Linked DNA regions of Zea mays: region 2 is linked to region 1. The links are chromatin contacts, called in public Hi-C maps. All regions are on one chromosome and are shown on one strand. Each heading gives the region's core, a stretch centred on a gene start, on an enhancer-like site or on the middle of the called end of the contact. The rest is flanking DNA. Distances are from core to core; before and after follow the strand shown.

Region 1 (4,023 bases), core at 765-3,264:
TTATTTAATACATGTCTTATAATTAACTTAATTATTTATATGGTTTAAGCCCGTAATGTAAGTAGCAGTAGCTATAGGAGTCTGTTGCTGACGAGAGGACATCATGTTTACCACTGTCAGAGAATATCGTCGTTGAAATCCGAAAAAAAACACGGGTACTTGTGCTAAGTCGAGACCTTAACTCGTATGAACTGGTTCTACTATAATTAATCTAACCAGCTAATCTAAGCTTAGTTTGTAACGAATAGATTAGCCAATAGCGTGGTTAAAAACATTATGACCGTTCCTCTGATAACTCTAACCGTTCGCGTTAATCATTGGATCAACATGCGATAAAATTTGAAACACACAGTCATACGGCGCACATTCGTCTGTTTATGATCGAGGTGAAGTATGAGACAGGACATGTATATAGAGCACGACGATGGGGAAGGATATGGGCTTCTCACGTGCCACGAAAGGCTTTTTAAAAATGGTTCGTGCCTCAGTTTTGGACCACCTACGGGTTACAGCGTCGGGCCGGCAGGCAGGCCCACTCTATTTAGGCCCGTGCTGTCTCTGACTGATGGGAGGGAAGGGAAGGGTACCTCAGACAGAGAGAGGACACGAGCGAGACAGGCGTCACTGCACCCTGACCAGAAACAGACGAAAGAATTTACAGATCCCCCGAGTAGCGAGTACTACTATCACCATTTACCCTGAAGAATCCTTCCACAGCAAATTTTATCCACCAGCAGTCGCCCAATGCTGATATGATGAAGGGGTGAAGCGACAAGCCAGGCGACCACTCTCGCAACTTGCAAGAGCAGCGCTGCTATATTAGCTCACACTCCACATGGCGCCGTGTTTGTTTTGTTTGCTTGCGCTGCCTGCCTGCCTGTCTGGCTGCACTCTTGGAGAGGGATGAGCTTCTCAGATTCTGATGCCCAATCAGCAGCGCAAGGAGGGACCTGCAGATGCCAGCCAGCGCAAAGGACTGCCGCCTGCCTGCAGTGCCTTCAGGTGCACCCAGCCGAGCACAGCCTGACATGTGGTTTTATCCTCGGCATACTCCCACGCTAGCTAAGCCCTGCCCTGCCTCTGCCTCCCGTTTTCTTTATGCCGATGATGATGGCGACGATAGGGTTTTGGCTCGGTTGCTTGTCGTCCGTGGCGCTGGCCGCGGCAGAGAGTGGAAGGGAAGTGGACAAGTGCTAGCGTCTGAATCTGTGGGTGCAACTTGCAGTCACCCCCCGTTGTTTTCTCTGCTGGCTGCGACTGCGACCGATCCATCTCGCAAGCAGCAGCAGGGGGCTGTTCCTGTTCATGCGGTAGATTGAGATTCAGACACGTCTCTATTGCATGCCTCGCAACGATAACGGTGGAAAATTAATTAATAATAGACAGATGGAAGGAAAACCCTCAGAGAACTAATTTTCAATGGTGCATGTTGATCAGCATGCTTGATCATCTAATAATAGACGTTGCTTGAAAGAAACTTGATTTGCGTAGCCAAGAGCAAGGGCTTTTAAGTAATAATCTGTTTCTCTGCATGTTTTTGTCTCAATCTCAACCCAAGCTAGCTACACCCTCCGTTTCTAATACAATATCTAAACGTGTCTAGTAGTAAAAGTTATCCTAATTAAAACATCTTGTTGGGATTTGATACACAGAAAACATATATTTCCTCATGCCAATTTCCATTAACAAAATACTAGTACAAATTACATTTGCTTTTTTTAATCGTTATCATCTCCGCCCGCTCCATGCCTCCATGGTCGTCCATGCCCATCCGCACCCCCCCCCCCCCCCTAATCGGAAGTCGGAAACAACTCGAGTCGACGTGTAGCCCGCCGGGGCCGGGTCAGGCAGGCAGGCCGACATCGGCGTGGATCCGGTCAAAATCCCCGACGGACGGCCTGCCAGCCGTCCACGCGCTCCATCGGACGGCCGCCGCCGCCCACACATACCCTCCTCCGCCGCCTGCTTTATTTAGCCTAGCTTCTCCCGCGAGCTGCTCCTCCTCCACCTCCTCCTCCTCTTCTTCCCTCCACTCGCCTCCAAATCTTCTCTCTCCTTTCCTCCTCTCTTCTCACCGCATCACCTCTCCCTCCGGCGCGCGCGTCCGGGTACAGCGCTAGAGTCACTCACCACCATGCAGGCGGCGGCGGCGGCGGCGAATGGCGCGGGCGACGTGCAGAAGCCTCAGCAGCAGCCGCTGGTGGCGGGGGCGCCGCCCCCACCGCCGCCGGCGGCCGTGGTGCCGCCCCATTGGGTCGCCATGCCGTTCGCGCCGCCTCCCGGGGCCGCGGCCATGGTGATGCAGCCGCACCATATGGCGCCTCCGCCGCCGCAGTTCGCGCCGACTCACTTCGTGCCGTTCCACGCCGTCGCGCCGCCGCGGGCAGCAGCGGTCGCACTGGGTTCCCCGGCGCCGCATCAGCCGGGGCAGGAGGAGAACAAGAGCGTCTGGGTCGGCGACCTCCATTACTGGATGGACGAGAACTACCTACACAGCTGCTTCGGCTACACCGGCGAGGTGAGCACGGATGCGCGCCCGACCTCCTCCCTCACCAGCCCAGATCTTGGCCACGGCACCACACAGCTCCACGAAACAAAAAAAATAATAAATTTATCTACCAAAAAAGGAAAAGAAGATGTTTCTTTTGCACTCGCCCATGAATCTTTCTTTTTTGACGTGACCAGCCCGTGTTGTTTTCTGCCTCAACCAGCCGACTGAAAATGGTATTTTGATGCGTTCGTTGGTTTCCAAAATGTGCTCCGTTTCTCGGGCTGCGCGCAGGAGAGAGAGAGAGGGAGAGTTAAAGGATTTCAGGGCAAACAAGCATACGTAGTGGCTGCAGCTGCAGCCTGCAGATCCCCCGTACATAAGATTGGGTCAGGCCGTCAGGGTCACTCCGTCACTGTGCTGAAAAGGGCAACGAATTTGGCAACCGTCGGCGGGCATGGATCTGCGAGCTGGAGCTGGAAACTTGCAGTGCCCACTGCCCAGTGCCTCAGACCTCTAGTAGATTGCCTCAGCTAGTGCTGCCTTCCTGTACTGTTCTGCGAAAATATTCCGCCTGGTGTACAGGCACCCCGTGATGTGCCATTGCTGCACCTGTTGCAGTCCTGATTGGCAGATTTCCTTTTAGGGCCCGTTTGTTTCACTTGATTTTGAGGAATTGGAATCTAACTAATGTAGTAGTCTATTTTTTAGAATGTGACATTCCATAACTTTCCAACATCTATATATAAGCCTATCTCAAATTCATGGGGTGAGATATGGAAATTGATTCTATAGATTTATATACTACTTTTCTAATATACAACTTATAGCACACTCTTCTACTTGTTTTTTATAAGATAAGTGTAGTGTATAACTATCTCTCATATGATTTAGAATAATATATAAATAAATTGCATATACAAATATAATAACTTAATTAGTTTGTGTCTAAATTATTATTATTAAAATGGAATTCAATTCCAACCAAACAAACGGGGCCTTAGGTTTTTTGGGTTCTTAACACCATGTTTCCAAGGGTATTTTTGTTCTTTTCTTGATGAAACCATGCTTAAACGCTATGCCATACTTATTTGGATACCGAACAATAACAGGCTAACGGCTACAGAATGCCAGAATCAATGGTTTTCCTTCACGAGCTCCTGCATTTAGTAGACTGAATGAATAAAAATGAAAATAACAGTAACATTTTGGAAGAAAACACAGAGAAACTTGAGTAGTCATGGAGAAATATTCGGTGAAGCAAGGTAATTTTGGGTGTAATGAAGAAACCCAAGTCGATAATTAAAGTTCAAACTAAACATCAGTTTTGCTGCTGCTGGTGCTGACTAAGCCTGGAGCCCAGCTGGGTTACTCTTGCCATTCCGACGGATACTTGTGTTCAAGTGAAACCTACCCTGTGATACATGTAGTTCTACATACATTCTTCTCTCTTCATTTGGACACCTAAAGTCTAGACTTGCACTAACAGATCACAACACGCTGTAGGTTGTGGCGATCAAAGTTATCCGCAACAA
Region 2 (4,023 bases), core at 769-3,268, 150 kb after region 1:
GCAACGGAAACCTGATCGCCCAGTGCCGCTGCAACCGTGTGGGTAGGGCTGCTGGCACACTCTATCGTGCGTGCCAGCGACCCACCAGGAGCGAAAAGGCTGCAGCCTTTTTTCCAGGAAAAAGGGAAAAAAAAAAAGGTGACGCCATGGTGCTGCAGTCACCCGGCCGGCCGGACCTTCCATGATTACGCGCGCGAGCATCAGCTGCTTCTGCTTGTAAAACTTAACGTACCAACTTTGCGCGCTCCGCGATCAGCACGTGCGTGCGTGCGCGCCTTTGCCCTTGCGCTCGCCTGGCCTGGCCGCTGCAGATCGGCCTGCCTCCCTCCCTCCCGCGCCCAATTATATTAGCCGTTCGGTCGGCTTCCTACTCATTCTGCCAGCGCGCACCACCCTTCCCTTTCTCCTTTTTATTTTTGGTTGTTTTCACAAGGCGAGGATGCGCATGAACTCCAGTATTGATTGCCAGTACGTTCGAGAATCTTTTGCAGGAACGACGGCGCGACAAAAGCAAGAACAGTTAAAAAAAAACAAAATCTCAGTGGGTGACACGGCGAGTACGTTTGGTGTTGTTACCCGCGGCAGCACAGTCCAAACCGGTAGGCTAGCAGTCATGAACGAGCGGAAGGCGATCGAAGATGTACGTACCATCACGCATCCGTCCCCGAAAGCTGGATGACTCGATGAGCCAGCCCCTCCTGAGGTCCCCCGTCCCCGGCCGGCCTCCGGGCTCAAGACGCCTAGTGTAATTAGCTGCGCGGCACGGGCCCATCCACCGGCCTCTCTGGACGACAGGTGCCTGGGTCCCGCTGGGCCCAGACGGTAGAAAAGCGAAATTGATCCGCGGACAGTGTTGCGTCGGCCTGACAAATCCTATCACCGGTAGAAAAAGAAGCGATCAGTGGACCATGGCTGCAGCTGTTTGCGTAGTTGCTACAGTATTTAGGCCGTGTCAGTAGAGTTTTGCAATGGTAACAAATAAATTTAGATATATATATAATTAATCTTAGAGCTGTTTCACTGTGAATCTATAAAAAAAACTATATATTTGGTTAATGTAGTAGCTCTCGAGTCATACGTAAGCATTTTCATTGGTATGGCCTTTGTCTATTGTCTTTGGGTAGAGTCCACATATCGATGTATGTCATCATTCTTTCTCCTCAGCCGATACGGAAAACTAAACATGGGACGAGGCTCGGAGGCTGCCTGAAGGGTTCACGACTTCACGGCTATGGCCAAGGGTAGTCCGCCGCTGGATATTTCAATTATCTGTCACTATACTAGATGTCTAGACGTGAGTAGGGATGAAAAAATGGACGGAATCGTTAGGAAAAAACATATCTCTCATTTTCATTTTTATATTTTATTTCAGAAACAATTAACTCTAATAATATTGTAGAAATTTTCATGGTTAACTGTGATTATACTCTTCTTTTACCTTATATTTGTGATTTTACCCTAATTTTTTATTTTTTAATTACTAGTTCTGATTTTCACTAACGTTGTTATGGGGAGGGGCACAGCGGCTTCGTTTTTAAAATGGAGAGGTTGAACTACAAAGTTAAAAAATAAGGGATAAAGTCACAATTACAAGGTAGAAAGGTATAATCATAATTACCCCTTATTATATTTAGATATCTAATTAAAGATATGTCAGGCATTATTTTTTTCACTAACAAAATTTTCTGTTTTTACCAACTAAAAAGGACATGGAAAGGTTCTTGAATTTGCCGGTCCTTCGAGAAACGTAAAATCTTAACAAAGGTGGTAAAAAATTATGGTTATTACTAGAGGTAAACGATGTTTGTTGGATTTAATCTCTATTACATTCAAACTTTTTGGTTCCACGGTTTCTACCGTTATCGTGTTCTCTATGTATTTTTATGTTTTATTTTTTACATTTAAGTATAAATAGAGACCGTAAATAGGCACTTCGCTAGTTGAAGTTGAAGGCGAAAGGGTGACTGCCATTTCATGTTACCACAACTCGCCGTATATATACAACGGCACCGCCGCCGGCCGCGATAGCTACAACTACAACCCGAGACCAATTCCGCCATACTACCCAAGGAAACCTGCGCACCGCCATCACCGCCGCCGCAGCCTCTGTTCCCACAGACGCCTCTCTCCTACTCCCAACCCCAATCAAACGCACCGCTGAATCGCCTGCAGTAGCTGGAGCGCACCTTGGTGCGATCCTACCACACCTCTGAGCTCACGAGGAATCTTTAATGGCGTCGGAGTGGCATCGCCAGCCATAGCAGCCTGGCTGGCTGAGGTGCAGGCTGCCAGGCTGCCGAGGCGATCACTTGCCAACCCTCTGCTCTCCTTTTCTAGGCGCACTGTCTTGCTTTGATGCATACGGCACCACAGATGAATGCCCGGTCTCGGAGGCCGGCGGCGGCGCGCGGTGCGAAAGCGCCCCCGAAGAGCGACAGCAGAGTACGTGCTTCTTCAATCTCTCCGATTTTTTTTTTTGCATGCTGTTTGTAGAGGAATTGGATACATTTCGTTGAGTTGAGCGTCAAGCAGGTGACATTGTGCGGTGATTTCTCGGTTTGCGCCACCAATTTCCGTGTTCCTCGATCGCCAGCAATTTGTTGCGGTATCCATATTTTGTACGACGAAGTAATTAATGTGGCAAGAGTACGACGATGAACTCATGAGCAGTGCCATCTAGTGTTCTTGCGAGCAAAGAATGGTCGATGACCTGGTGGCGTCTATGACAAGATCTCGACGCGGGTTCTTTGGCCTCAGGGCTCTGCCATTTCTGAGAGCTACTCGCACTGACTCCCCCAGCCCCATATTTTCCTTTAGTTTCCCTTTGAGCCTTATCTTTCAGAGCGGAGCAGAGGAATCTGTGCTTTGCTTCCGTTAGTAACCTTTCTCTCTCAGCTCAATGAGGCATCTCTTTTCTCCTTCAATGATGGTTTTTGTGTTCAGGTGACGGAGACGGATCCGAGGAAGACCGTGACGCCGGTGAAGGGATCGGGCAACGCCGGTACCAGGGGCACCATGAACAGGATCCAGTCGAGGAGAGAGCGAAAGCTCGCGCTACAGCAAGATGTCGTTGAACTTCGATTTGTCGGATTCAGTTGCTTCCTGTAGCTCGTTCTGACGCTTGCTTGACGGCGCTGAATTCCAGGTGGATAAGCTGAAGAAGAAGCTGCGGCACGAGGAGAACGTCCACCGTGCGCTGGAGCGGGCGTTCACGCGGCCGCTCGGCGCCCTACCTCGCCTGCCGCCGTACCTGCCGTCTCAGGTTAGCGGCACCTCAACCGCATCCTGTTCTACTAGATTACTCGTCACGCTCCGAGCTGTGCCTTGGATTGCGCTGAATCCCCTTGCTCGTAATTGTGCTGCGAAGACGCTAGCCCTTCTCGCGGAGGTGGCGGTGCTGGAGGAGGAGGTCGTCCGGCTAGAGGAGCAGGTGGTGAGTTTCCGGCAGGGAATCTACCAGGAGGCGACCGTCTTCTCCTCCGCCAAGAACACCCAACTCCCCGGCGGCGATGCTCCCGTGCCGGCGCAGCTCACACCGCCGAACCCGGTGCTGAATTCTGACATCTCACCCGCGACAGAAAGCCACCATCCTCCCAACGCTCGTCCATCGTCGCCGCACAACGGCGTGGCCAATGGCAAGCAAACGCCAACAAAGCCCGTCGTCAACACTACCTCGCCGAGCCAGGATGACCGGTCCGGGGCAGGGAAAGAGAACCAGTCCTGCAGCAACTCGTCGAGCACGAGCGGCCGCCGGACGCCCAAGTCCAGGCCGACGGCGACGCCGCCCGACAGACGCAGCAGAGCTACTCCCTCTCAGCTAAATTTAAAAAAACAAACAGCAGAGGCATGCATTCTGTGATTCAGAGTTGTCCGCCGCTGATAATTGATCAGCGTGTAGATGCTATTGCATGCATCGTCCACGCAGACAGACAAAAACTGCTGCGCCTGACCGTAAAACGCCTGCTGACGCTGCTGCTGGCACTGGCAGCACCTCTGACAAAGCGACGTCCCACGACGACTCGA

What was found. A called contact is a pair of places that touch in the nucleus more often than the background predicts.
Region 2: a contact with region 1 is called in a Hi-C map of endosperm, with 8 times the contacts expected there. The contact joins the promoter of LOC109940910 here to the promoter of LOC100278143 in region 1. A contact is called at or near these places in 2 of 25 Hi-C or Micro-C datasets (endosperm and leaf).

The regions. Positions count from the first base shown.
Region 1 is chr7:132,455,094-132,459,116 of Zm-B73-REFERENCE-NAM-5.0, forward strand. LOC100278143 reads left to right here and starts at 2,015. Exons shown (of 6, transcript NM_001373991.1): 1 at 2,015-2,518; 2 at 3,995-4,023. The coding sequence starts at 2,135.
Region 2 is chr7:132,607,935-132,611,957 of Zm-B73-REFERENCE-NAM-5.0, forward strand. It overlaps LOC109940910 (rho GTPase-activating protein 7), which reads left to right and starts at 2,019. Exons shown (of 7, transcript XM_020541276.1): 1 at 2,019-2,442; 2 at 2,944-3,066; 3 at 3,146-3,262; 4 at 3,368-4,023. The coding sequence starts at 2,356. The coding sequence ends at 3,859.